3 separate regions of the Zea mays genome follow, and all the other regions are linked to region 1. Evidence: chromatin contacts called from public Hi-C data. All regions are on one chromosome and are shown on one strand. Each heading gives the region's core, a stretch centred on a gene start, on an enhancer-like site or on the middle of the called end of the contact. The rest is flanking DNA. Distances are from core to core; before and after follow the strand shown. Region 1 holds the start of LOC541699 (NADPH producing dehydrogenase of the oxidative pentose phosphate pathway). Region 2 has its middle 3.0 kb from the start of LOC103650776. Region 3 holds the start of LOC100274771.

Evidence for each region. A called contact is a pair of places that touch in the nucleus more often than the background predicts.
Region 2: a contact with region 1 is called in a Hi-C map of bundle sheath, with 2.4 times the contacts expected there. The contact joins the enhancer-like site here to the promoter of LOC541699 in region 1. A contact is called at or near these places in 3 of 25 Hi-C or Micro-C datasets (bundle sheath, ear and tassel).
Region 3: a Hi-C map of endosperm shows a contact between it and region 1, with 3 times the contacts expected there. The contact joins the promoter of LOC100274771 here to the promoter of LOC541699 in region 1. A contact is called at or near these places in 3 of 25 Hi-C or Micro-C datasets (endosperm, leaf and tassel).

The regions. Positions count from the first base shown.
Region 1 is chr3:156,070,317-156,074,247 of Zm-B73-REFERENCE-NAM-5.0, reverse strand. LOC541699 (NADPH producing dehydrogenase of the oxidative pentose phosphate pathway) reads left to right here and starts at 1,667. Exons shown (of 2, transcript NM_001111440.2): 1 at 1,667-1,769; 2 at 3,589-3,931. The coding sequence starts at 3,596. It overlaps LOC100193908 (Protein kinase superfamily protein), which reads left to right. Exons shown (of 5, transcript NM_001317230.1): 5 at 36-1,132. The coding sequence ends at 614.
Region 2 is chr3:155,117,479-155,121,409 of Zm-B73-REFERENCE-NAM-5.0, reverse strand. It overlaps the pseudogene LOC118476812. Among protein-coding and RNA genes, the nearest start is that of LOC103650776, 3.0 kb to the right of the region's middle. Within about 2 kb of position 2,124, at least 15 of the 20 cell types and tissues checked have an H3K27ac peak or open chromatin away from gene starts, as enhancers often do. A contact at or near this core is called in bundle sheath, ear and tassel, where this site is marked.
Region 3 is chr3:156,827,680-156,831,610 of Zm-B73-REFERENCE-NAM-5.0, reverse strand. LOC100274771 reads left to right here and starts at 1,941. Exons shown (of 3, transcript NM_001374113.1): 1 at 1,941-2,468. The coding sequence starts at 2,156. It overlaps LOC103650799 (homeobox protein LUMINIDEPENDENS), which reads left to right. Exons shown (of 13, transcript XM_008676368.3): 13 at 40-1,487. The coding sequence ends at 1,161.

The sequences.
Region 1 (3,931 bases), core at 418-2,917:
TAGAGAACTAATCCAGTTCATCTACTAATCTGCAGGCTCGTCCACTGTTCAAGGACCGAAGGAAATTCCCTAAAATGGCTGATCCAATGCTTCAGGGCCGCTTCCCTATGAGGGGTCTATACCAGGCCTTAGCCGTTGCTGCCATGTGCTTGCAAGAGCAAGCTGCTACACGTCCTCACATCGGGGATGTCGTCACTGCTCTCTCATATCTTGCTTCTCAGGCATATGACCCAAATGCCCCTGTTCAACACGTCCGGAGCAATTCATCCACCCCCAGGGCCAGAAACCCTGCTGGGTGGAACGGCGACCAGCGCAGCGTGCGCTCGCCTAACCATCATTCTCCAGACCCGCGGCGCAGAGACGCTGCGGGGGCATCCAAGTATGGAGCAGAGGTTAGCAGGACTAGCTCTACCAGCGACTCTGGCCGGCGATCAGGCCTGGATGACATGGACCTGACCGGGTCGCAAGTGGGAAGCCCAGCGCAGACCGGAAGAAGAAGAGAAGCTCCAAGGGGCACCGACAGACAGCGTGCTGTCGCAGAGGCCAGGACATGGGGGGAGAATTCAAGGGAGCGAACAAATGGCCATGGCAGCTTCGACAGCACCCATGAGTGAAGCCGTCAGGTTCTGTTCCAGTCATCATTCCAGAACCCCCACCATGGGTTGAGTCCACTCATTCATCAGCACCAGTCAGATCCGATCTTGGGACATGGCGTCGGTCCAAGTGTCTGTGAATAAGGCTTTTCTTGCCCTCCTGTGGCGAATGCAATTCTCCTGGCGCCCATTCCTTGCCAATGCGACCTGTGTGTGTCATGCCTCTGGCGACTGGGAGCCTCAGGAGGAGCCTGTAGGATTCAGTCAGAGGTAGACAGGTCAGTGAAGAAAGAGGAGGGGCGCGGAGTCACATTGGCGAGTGTTTTGTTTTTTTTGGCGGCTAAATGCTGAGTATGTTCAGCTGCATGTGTCCTTTTTGTGTATGTGTACGTGTAAGACGTGTAATAGCAACCGTGTCAGGTTTGGCTACCTGAGAGGCCTTTGAAGCTTCTGCTGCTGCTTCCTTCCCCTTGGGAATTGGGAGTTCAGAGTTGAAATGTAGGATAGGCGATGTTGTTGAGTACATCAACTGTTTTTACCCTTCCATGTTGTACGGCGACGCTTCCCTGAACAATATGACCATGATGTGCCCCCCTGTCCGCCAATGGCCAATCCGTGTAGGTGCAGACGACTGGTCTCTGCACGCGTCAAGACACCCGGAGGCGGCCGCCGGCATCGCACCATCCCCGAACATGGGTGGCGGCCGCGGCGGCGATTCAGCGCTGACCATACCACAGATCGGGAGCATCTGAACAATTGTGAACGAAAGAAGAAGAAGAGGCCACCATACTGATGACCAGTCGATCACGGCAGAATCTCGCCAAGATCCGAAATCACTGGCTGGTGAGCGGCAGCAGAGCCCAGACGTCAGGTATGTTTGACCCGCGTACCCTACTACCCACCCCGTCGCGGCGGCTGTCTGTGCGGGGCCCGGCGCGTGTGGGTCCACCGCGTTTTTTTTTGAAAGGTCGCGAAGGGGTAGGTGAGCGCACCGCACACCAACGCGATCTGTGCAGCCCTGCAGACTTGGGATTTGGCCATTGGGAAGGGGCAGGTAGTAACGTAGGCTGGCGCTGCAGATCAAAAGGCTCTCGCCTCGGCTTGGCAGTCGGCACTCCCTCTCCACCGCGCTGCAGGGGCGACGCAAGGCCGAGCGCTCCTCGATCCAGATCCAAGGTAACCCCCTCGGCCCCTCCCCCCGCCCGTCTCCCGACTCCCGCAGGCGTCGCGTCGTCCCGTCCTGGATCGGGTTGCGTCGTTTGGTTCGTCGTCTCATCAGGATGCCCTAGTCGACAAATCTGCTGTTACGCCCGGTTCTGCTCGGGAGGACTGGACTGCCTTTTTTGTTTGCTTTTAGTGGTAGCCATGCAAATCGGAACCGCCGTCTCTGGAACCGGAATGGATACACCTAGCCCCATCTCCGAACCTCTTGGGGGGGGGGGGGGGGGGGGGGTAGATTTGTTCTGTAAATTCGGCGACGTTTAAACTAGTTCTTTTGGTTGTTGGGGTTCACCCACCCAGTACGGGAAGCGGAGCTACCTTCGAAATCTCGAACATGCTGCACTTGTCCTGAGTGTTGTGTGTCGGCCATCATTGCCATCGGTCTGCTCTTAGGGCATTACAAGCCCATTTAGTATGGAGTCCTTTAGTCTCTAGAGAACTAATTAAAAAATACAAGAAACGAAGATTCGTCTCTACACGATTCTCTATACCTATTATTTCTTAACTGTATTTGTAATCTAGTAGCTTAGAGTATCTTCAAGAGAGTAGTCAAATGACTCGTTAAGATAAATTTTAGCTATTCAACAGCAAAATAACTCTCCAACAAACTATCTATATAACTCGCTAAGCTATCTGACTTTTTAAATTGGCTTTCTCACTAGCTAAATTTGGCTAGCCACTCTGACTAGCCAAACTAGATAGATAGTCTGTTGGAGTGAGGTGCTACATATAAAACGTAATCTTTATGAAGAAGTAAATAGAGAAGAATCAAATACAGAGCTAAAAATAAAGAGTCCCTTGGAGATGCTCTTAGGATTGTATCATATAGTCTCTTAACTAAGGTTGGATATTAAACCAGCTTGGATCGAATTGGCTCAGCTGAGTTTGAGCTAGCTTGTTAAGGTAATGAGCTAGCTCGGCTCGTTAGTTAGAGAATCAGCTTAATTAGCTCAGTGGCTTGTTTATGAGCTCGAGCTAGCTTGTTTAGCTTGTGATCCACAACAAATAAATCAGTATGCATATAATCAATTGCTAATTAATTCTAGACCAATTTAACACTAGAAAAGAGTAATAATAGTCACAATTTTATATACTACATCAACTCAACAACAAATTAACACAGTTCATCACTTATTATCCAACACAACTGAAAGTTTTATTTTGCTGACAAATGCTAGCTCGTTCGAGCTAACGAGCTGGCTCGTTAACAAATCGAGCTGAGAATGAGATGTTAGTTTAGCTCGTGACAAAATTGAAACGAGCCGAGCAAGCTGACGAGGTACGAGTGTTTTATCTAGCCCTACTCTTTAGCTTGAAAAACCGATCTATGGTCTCAGCGTTGTACATGCCCTTAGCATCAGATCACTGCCTTCGTTTCTTATCTTGTTCACAACAAACCGGTAATGCTCAGGATGAGTGTTCTTGCTCCTCCCGATCCTTCACATGCACGGCCAGAGATCTTTAATGGGTTGTTGGTTTCGAAGAATGCGATGATCCATCATCACCCTGTTCGTTACCGACACGCCTTGTTTGATGAATGGGTTGAGTCGATATGTCGTCACCTCATTCCTCATGTGCGCATAATTAGTACAAATATGAGAGACTGGTGTCATCCCTTCAAAATTCGTAGTATCTGGCCCATGGTGGACTAAATCCATCTAGTATGGGTCTGTCCCTCGTACCAGCGCGTATCCTCTGTTACATTTGGACATGAGGTCTCTGTGACCTGCATTTTGATTCATAGACCTGACGTTCTTGGCGCTTGTGTGTTCAGGTAGGAGATGGCTCTCACGAGAATTGGCCTCGCCGGCCTCGCGGTCATGGGACAGAACCTTGCCCTCAACATCGCGGAGAAAGGGTTCCCCATCTCGGTCTACAACAGGACAACCTCCAAGGTTGATGAGACCGTGCAGCGTGCCAAGGTCGAAGGAAACCTCCCAGTGTTTGGTTTCCACGACCCCGCGTCCTTCGTGAGCTCCATCCAGAAGCCCCGTGTCGTCATCATGCTCGTCAAGGCTGGGGCGCCGGTGGACCAGACCATTGCCACGCTCGCGGCGCACCTTGATCAGGGGGACTGTATCGTCGATGGTGGCAACGAGTGGTACGAGAACACGGAG
Region 2 (3,931 bases), core at 875-3,374, 950 kb after region 1:
TCCCTTCTTTGGCAGAAGTCATTATCTGCTCTAATGTATTCATCCACCTTCTAAAGAAGCTTCTCTTAGGATTGGGAGGTTTTATGGCAAAATACTATGTGGCTGGTCTTGGACGAAGCCCTTTGATCATAGATTTAGTGACTATCTCATTTAGGACTGTCGGCGCTTGAGCTCGCAGCTGAAGGAACCTTTGGACAAAGGCATGTAGATATTCATCATGGTCTTGTGTGCACTGAAATAGGGCCTAAGCCATGATTGGCTTTGTTTGGAATCCTTGGAATCTTGTGATTAACATGTCCTTCAGCTTCTACCACGAGGTCACTTTACCTAGCCGAAGGGAAGAATACCATGTTTGGGTGACGCTCCTAACCACCATGACAAAGGATTTGGCCATCACTGTTGTGTTGCCGCCATACGAGGATATTGTAGCTTCATAGCTCATCAAGAATTGTTTTGGGTTTGAATGCACATCGTACATTGGCATTTGAGGTGGTTTGTACGAAGGTGGCCAAGGCATTTCCTACATCTCTACAGCCAAGGGGAGCATCATCGTAGATAAAACCATCATAGTTGAAGGCTTCATACCGAAGGTCATTATGAGTGTGACCCTCATGCCGAAGGTCTCTGCAATGGTACTGGTGCTCTTGTTGATTTGTGCCCTGTGTGATGTTGCTCAATTGCTTGATCAATCTGCTTCTGAAGCTCAGAGAGCAGAATCATCTTCTCTTTTTATTTTTCAACTTGTTGCATGATGGTTTCGAGGTTGTGGATCTCCCGATCAAGCACACCATCTTGTGGTGTCGGGCTGATGGCCTTCCTCTTCTGGTTCCATGCCTCTCGAAGGAGTTCTTCTTATCCTTGGTTGGGATCCAAAGGAGTGAGGACAACATCGGTTGTTGTCGTCTTCTTCAGCGACATGATGAAGCTTGTCGTGGTCCTTGTGAGTTCACCGGAGGTGGGCGCCAATGTTGACCACTTGTTCTTGATTCCTTCAAGTATAAAAAACAAGGCAACATAGTAAGATTAAGCTTCATCTTCATCTTTTAGCCCATCCTTCTTTGGGAAGAAGGTTAAGCAAAAATGAAGATGGGATTAAAGTGAATGAAGAAAGCACTAAATTGAATGAAGAAAGCATGAGGATAAATACAAAGCAAATTACATGAGATATGATCATAAGCCACATAATTGGAACTAGAGATTACATTCATATCTTCGGCTCTCGAGGCTTACAAGGAGAAGGAGGAAATACAACTTTGAAGGTGGAGTTATTTGCTTTTTCCCATCCAGCAAATGTCTCTAATGTATGTCATTGTTCCTCTATTTATATGCTCGAGGTACAACTTCAGTAGAATTACATTCATGACCTCAAGCCTATACATTTGAACTGTTAAACTTAATGAGGGTAATGCTGCATTTTTCCCATGCTATCCCGGTGAGCAAACTCTTGAAAACTTCTCGTAGCTTCATCCAGCTTCGTCGATTGCACATATGCATTACTATCCCGAAGCTTGTGGACTTCATACCCGAGTTTATGGTTGTTTCATCTGGAGATGCTTTCGGTATGATACCTATAATATTTAAAATAGGCTAGGAAACAAATGTCAACTTAGTGTTTTGAGAACTTTCAGAAAAAGAAGACCCCTAATAGCGCATAGATAAATTATTTATCGGAGCTAGTTCAAAACACCAACGATATATTATAAATTATGTATTTTAAAAAAATAAAACAAACCTGCTTATCAATTTTTTAAAGTCGTATACGCGATCTGTATCGTTCCGATATTGTATCAGTATTCGTGCTACATAGCTAGCAAATCATATACCTAGTTTTAGAGGGTAATTGTGGTGGCTCTAGATTAGTTTCAAATATATTTTTATTCTAAATAACGAATAAAATGATTTATGTAAATATATTTTAAAATATTTATAACTTTAGATCCGCAATTTTTTTAGAGATTCAAATAATATGCTCCATGGACAATGCCAGTTCTCCTAGCCAAGGAGGCGATTCCACGCGACCATGCCACAGGAGATCCGGTTGGCTGGTGTTGGGTGCGGGCGGGCACCCGGGCAGGGGCAGGCAGATGGGTGAGCCACCCGACCTGCCCGCTGGATTCGGTTGCTCAGGGTCAGAGAGAACCCGTGGCTTTCCCGGAAATCGACGGGGACTGCATGCACCCATCGTCGGCGTGTGGGGGCGCCGGGCGCGAGCGAGGTCAGTGGATCCACAGCGCAGCACCCCGTCAGGTTCACGGAGCCAGGCGCGTGGACTGTCGTCGGTCACTGGTGTTGGTGGTCGCTGAGGACCAACGGCGGGTGATGGGTGACTGGGTCAAGTGCCTGCCTCCGTGCCTCGGAGTCAGCCAAGGCGGAGATGTTCTTCCTCAGCTTCTGCACACGTGTGGCGTGGCCTCTTGCCACAACGTTTAAACAAACATAGTAGTACAAGTCAATTACCGTAGCCTTTTGGCAACCAGCTTTCAAAGTCCCCGTCGATCGGTTTATTCTTTTTTTAGAAAAAATAAACAAATTATTCTCTTTTTTATCACTACGGAGTACTATAGTACACATAGTACAGCTCATGGAGCCTCAGAGCCAAGTGGGTCTGTCTCGTTGGAAGACGCTTGATGTGTCGATGGTAGTGCATTGGCTTGTTAGTCCCCGAGTCATTGATCCACTTGTCAACGTATAGGAGTGGATTTGGGGCCGTCTGGGCCATGGCCCATGGAGAGGAGGCCCAAGCGGCGGCGGCTCACTCTCTCCCCTAGTAGTAGCCCCCCTCGGGCCTCGGGCCTCGCCGCCAAGCCTCGGATGGTATCGCGGCCAGTCACTCCTCCTTCCTTATCCCTCACAGTCCGTCAATCCATTGAGTGCATGTGCCGAGGAAACTTTGCGGCCGCGCTGCTGCTGGCCAATGCCTCGGCGTCTTCCTTCCACAGCCTCGGCGACCACCACCGCCTCCCCTGCTACAGCAACGGCAAATCTGAGTCCGCCTCCGCGCCCGCCACCTCCATCTCGCAGCCGTGGTCTTCGCCGACTACAAGCACCCACCGGGTGTGCCCACCCCTTTCCCACTCCTCTCTTTGCCGCTCGAAACCGACCGTCCCAACCCAAACCAATGGATCTGACTCAGTCCAGTCATGGTAGCTGTTAACTTGGATTTCTTCTTCTTCAGGGTTTACTACTGGGTCCGCTCCCACTGGGTCTGCGCATTAGAGACCGACAAGACTGGGAAATCCAGAGATGCATTTTTCTACCGATTAGCTGATCGACTCGGCGTTCATTGCCTTTGGGATCACATTGTTCGTGTGTTTCTTCTACGTTGCCGTCGTGTCCAAGTTGCTTCCGCCACATCAAAATGGATTCCTGGCTGCCATCTAACCAAGAGAGATGCTTGTTAAGCATGCACTAAACTAGGTGATCCTTGTGCAACAGCGTACAACCCGTGCAAATTATACAAGAAATTCACGCCTTCTTCGTAATTCTGCAGGTATTACTGTCTGCTTGTGCCGTTGATGCTTCCTGTAATAATCGTGGTTGTCTACCTGCACTGGCTCAGCATGAAGATGTTCAAGCACGCATGAAGCAGTCATGCAGCTTCCTTCCGGTTTCAGAATCCTGGTCAAAATCGAGGTTGGTTTGGTTTAGCTGAAAGTGTCAAGGCAATTTGCTTATATAGAGCCTGCATTTTTTGTTTTTGTTGTCTCCAAGATGTATCTGGATGCGCTTCTTTCAGATGTATATATAAGTTTTTTTTGGGGGTGCCGACAATTGACAATGCAGGTGTTTCATTCAGATGTAGTATATATAATTTAAAGCATGGAAGTGTCATTTTCCCCTAGTGCATGTTGAAAATGGGGATCCTCGACACCCTGATCACCGTTGTGGATGCTGGGGGGGAGAGGGAGTCCAAATGGTGTGAGCAACCAGG
Region 3 (3,931 bases), core at 692-3,191, 760 kb before region 1:
TCTGTCTTCCGTTATTCACGTTAGATCATTCTTTGGCAGGCTGTCTGGATACCAGAACACGCAATGCAGGTGAGGGCTGCTCCAACCTTGCATCTGCCAAGCCGGGGGAGTACACCTCCTGTTGCAAATGCCGTGCAACAAGGCTTCTCAAACGTTGTCAGTTCGTTACCCTCACAACCTTACGCCCCTCCAGTCTCGGTCTTGCCGGCACAGATTCAAGCTAACGCACCCCCATCTCTTCCTCTGCTGGCGGTCTCTGTAAACCCGCCAGTCCAACATGTTTCCCCTGTGAATAACCTTCTGAACAGAGCTTCAGTGCATCAGCATGGACAGCAGCAATACGCTTTGTTGTCTGACCCTGTTGCCACGCCCTTGCATCAACAAGCAGCGGGGAGCAAACCAGCTGTAGCAGCACATCCGTCGTTGCCTGAGCCTAATGCATCATCTCACACAGCATTCCCTTGGCAATCTAATGCTGCTGACATGACCCACGCTGGACGGAATGCGACGGCTGATCCATGGGCCGCCGCCCGCGCAGCTAACTCGTATAGTACAGCATCAGCAAGCACAGTGCCGTCTGCTAACCAGAATGCTTACGGCGATCAAGGCAAGCAGGGTGCGTACAGCTCTTATGGATCTTCGGCAGCCTCGTCCCGTCCTGTTGTACCAGGGCACGGGCATGACAGAAATGGCTACAGCCGGTCTGCCCTGGTGGAGTACCCATGGGACGGGCACCACCAGCGGCACTCGAGGTCACCAGATCCTGGCGTGGTCCGGGACTACGACACCGACTATGGCGGTGCGCAGGGCTACAGTCAGCAGCCCCTGACGCAGTGGAGTGCAGGGAAAGTGCAGCAGCAGGGCTACAATCCTGAGCCGTCAAGGCAGTGGAGTTCTTCCCAGGCGCACCAGGGCGGCTACGCACCCGCCGAGCCGTCGAGGCAGTGGAGTTCTTCCCAGGCGCACCAGAGCTACGCTCCCGAGCTACCGAGGCAGTGGAGCTCCGAACGCCGTGGCTACGATGATGCGGAGCCCTCGAGGACATGGAGCTCCGGCCAGCAGAACCCGGAGGCGCCGAGGCAGTGGAGCCGCGGGAAGCAGGATCCTTACTACAGCCCGAGCCATAGCCGAAGATCGTACGATCAGCACCGGAGGAGATAGCAAAAGCTTGCTGTATTACTGCTACCACATTAGCTAGATCCTGGATGGAGGCGGTCGGTTCTTGGGAGGGTTTGTTTCATTTGATTTGATGTGAGGCCGGGTATTCGTTGCATTTGGGCTTTGTGATTGCCACCACAAGGGCCATTGAGAAAAGCTATAGGTTATTATGTATCGATGTAGTTTTTGTCTCGAAATTAAAAAAAAAATGTATCTATCTAGGTAGCTGGAGAGGGGAAAGAAGAAGAAAAAATGAATGAATGAATGATATAACTCAGGGAGGGTCAAGAGGCCCCCCGGCTCGAATTGATTGCAGTCTTGAATGCTGAGTCGAACGGTTGGCCAAATTTGTCGTCTGTGCTCGTGGTTGTCCACTCAAGGTCCGTCAATTCTAGGCGTGGTTGTTTGTGCAAAATCGTAGCGAACTCTAGGGCTGCGGCTTTCTTTCGGTTTCTCTCCAGAGAAAAATAAGCGTGGGTGTTGGGTCCTTGTTGCTTTCTGCCTGATGCTCTCGTGAAATATCTTCGAAAGAGTTGAGCTCGCAGTGCACGCGTGTGAGTGAGAGCGATTCCGACGTGCCGGGCCTACAGTACTGGTTGGTGGCTGAGCGTGGCACACGTGCACGTATGATGGGCAGTCAGACACGGATCGGTCACTCGTGGTCGGGGCGTCTGGCGGCTGCTGCTGGTCGGCGCACATGCGCCCGCGCGCCGACCACACGCGGTCCGGTCTGGTCAGGGACGGGACGCGCGATGTCCCTAAACCCCTCCAGAACACGCGGAAAACCAAACCGATAGCCGAGAGCAAAAGCTCGCCACGGCACGCCAAAATACTCCTCCCCCTCCCCTCATCGTCCTCCTCGGCTCGGCCGGGCTCCTCTGATCCTCTCCCAGTCCGGCAAAATACACCTCCCGCTCTCGCGTCGCGTTCCTGTCCCGTCGTGACAAGCACAAACACGTAGTAGCAGCAAACCGAAGCGACGCGTGCCCGTCCCGCGATGGCCACGGCGGCCGCGGCCAGGCACCAGCACCAGCACCAGCAGCGCCGGGGTGCCCAGCGGGGGCGGCGCCGCGGGAGCGGGATACGGTGCTCGTCGCCGGCGCAGGAGTTCGCGTCGCTGGCCGCGGTGTTCCGGCGGCGGCTGGTGGTCGGGGCCACCACGGCGGCGGCCGCGGCGGTGGGGGCCAACTTCGGCGGCGTCACCAGCTTCCTGCTGGGCCTGTCGCCGGAGCTCGGCCGCTCGCTCCGCCTCGACGTGCTCTACCCCGTCGGCGGCTTCACGCGCTGCCTCGACTCCGACAATGGGTTCGGTAAGCGCCCACCGCCGCCGCCGCCTACGCCTACTCCTCTCTTCCACCTCCCCCTACCCCCCACACATCGTGCTCAGCAGTCTAGTCCTCCCAACTGCCGTCCGCATGTGCTGGTACTGCAAGGCTTCGTTTTCGAAAGTCGAAACAGAGTAGTAGTACCTTGAAATTGAATTCGAGGGCGATTAATTTGCTCGCGATCGTTTTTCAATCTGCTGGGAGAGGAGAGGGCGCGAGGCGTCCCGCCCCGTCCCGTCCCGTCCCCGTCCTTGCTGAGCAGTTGGTTGATTAATTCACTTGAATTGATTGCCTAGTGCTGTTGGTGGTTAGGTACTCGTCATTACAACAAGCTGCACACAGACGCAACGCAACGCATTGAAGTGCTCTCGGTCGCCTTCCTCGTGAGACACATTGGAGAGCCATCGCTCTCAACCTCACAAAACATTTTGTCACGCGCAACCAATGACAGCGTTTCTTATTAGTGCCCAGTTGCTAGCAATTAGCAAAGCAACACGGTCCATCACAGGACAAGAATTGAGAGGGGTCGTTAAACAAAGAGTAGCAATAATCATCAACAGATCGTCTGCTTGGTGTTGCAAAATTGAAGATCTAAACAAAATTACAATAAGCATCAACAGATCACCTACGCTGTCAGCCTGCTGGAGCCTAGAAGGGAGGCGCACAGAGTGGCGCCGCGACGGCTGACGCCTACACGACTGAAGGAGCGGCCGGTAGGCCGGGGCGGGTGCACACCGCTCGTAGTAGAGGTGACGAGTGCCATCAGCCACTAAACTAGTTACGGCCTTACGGGTATCCCACGTTGCTGTCAAGCAGCAACTTTGCGCCCCACCGAAATGTACAGAAATAGGGAAGACTAGTGGCTGCTTTGGTTGGTTGGTGTGCACATCCCACTGACTGGAATCAAGAGGAGAAATCGCGTCAAGTGCTCGTTTCATTTGTTGTTTCGGAAGTTCAGTTCAATTTCATCTTTAGCAGCCGGAATACCGGATGGACTGGATTATAAAGACATAATCTGTATGCTTCTAATACAGATGATTTACTGACCCGTTAGCTCCTGAAGCCTGGATCAAGAACCAAAACAGTTTCTGGCACTGAGGCCTCCAACTTTTACATTTTTTTCTTCCTATTTTTAGTTCCAATACAAATACATTATACATCAATGGAATAAGGGAGAGTCACGAGCGAAGGAAAAATAGGCACCTCTGATTTGTATATTTCCCTACATAACGTGGCTACAAACACGAGTGGCTCCAAAAAAAGTGGTCCTTCATGCATCCAGTTACTATATCCCAACTACATATCCCTGCATCCAATGAGATTGTATGTGTGGATCATGGGCTATCTCGTGCCACAATTAGAACCAGAAACGGCAAACCACTTGGGCTCCATGTAATCACAACTTATCATTGCTGGCATCTAGTGGATTTGTTTTTCTCCAAGGACCA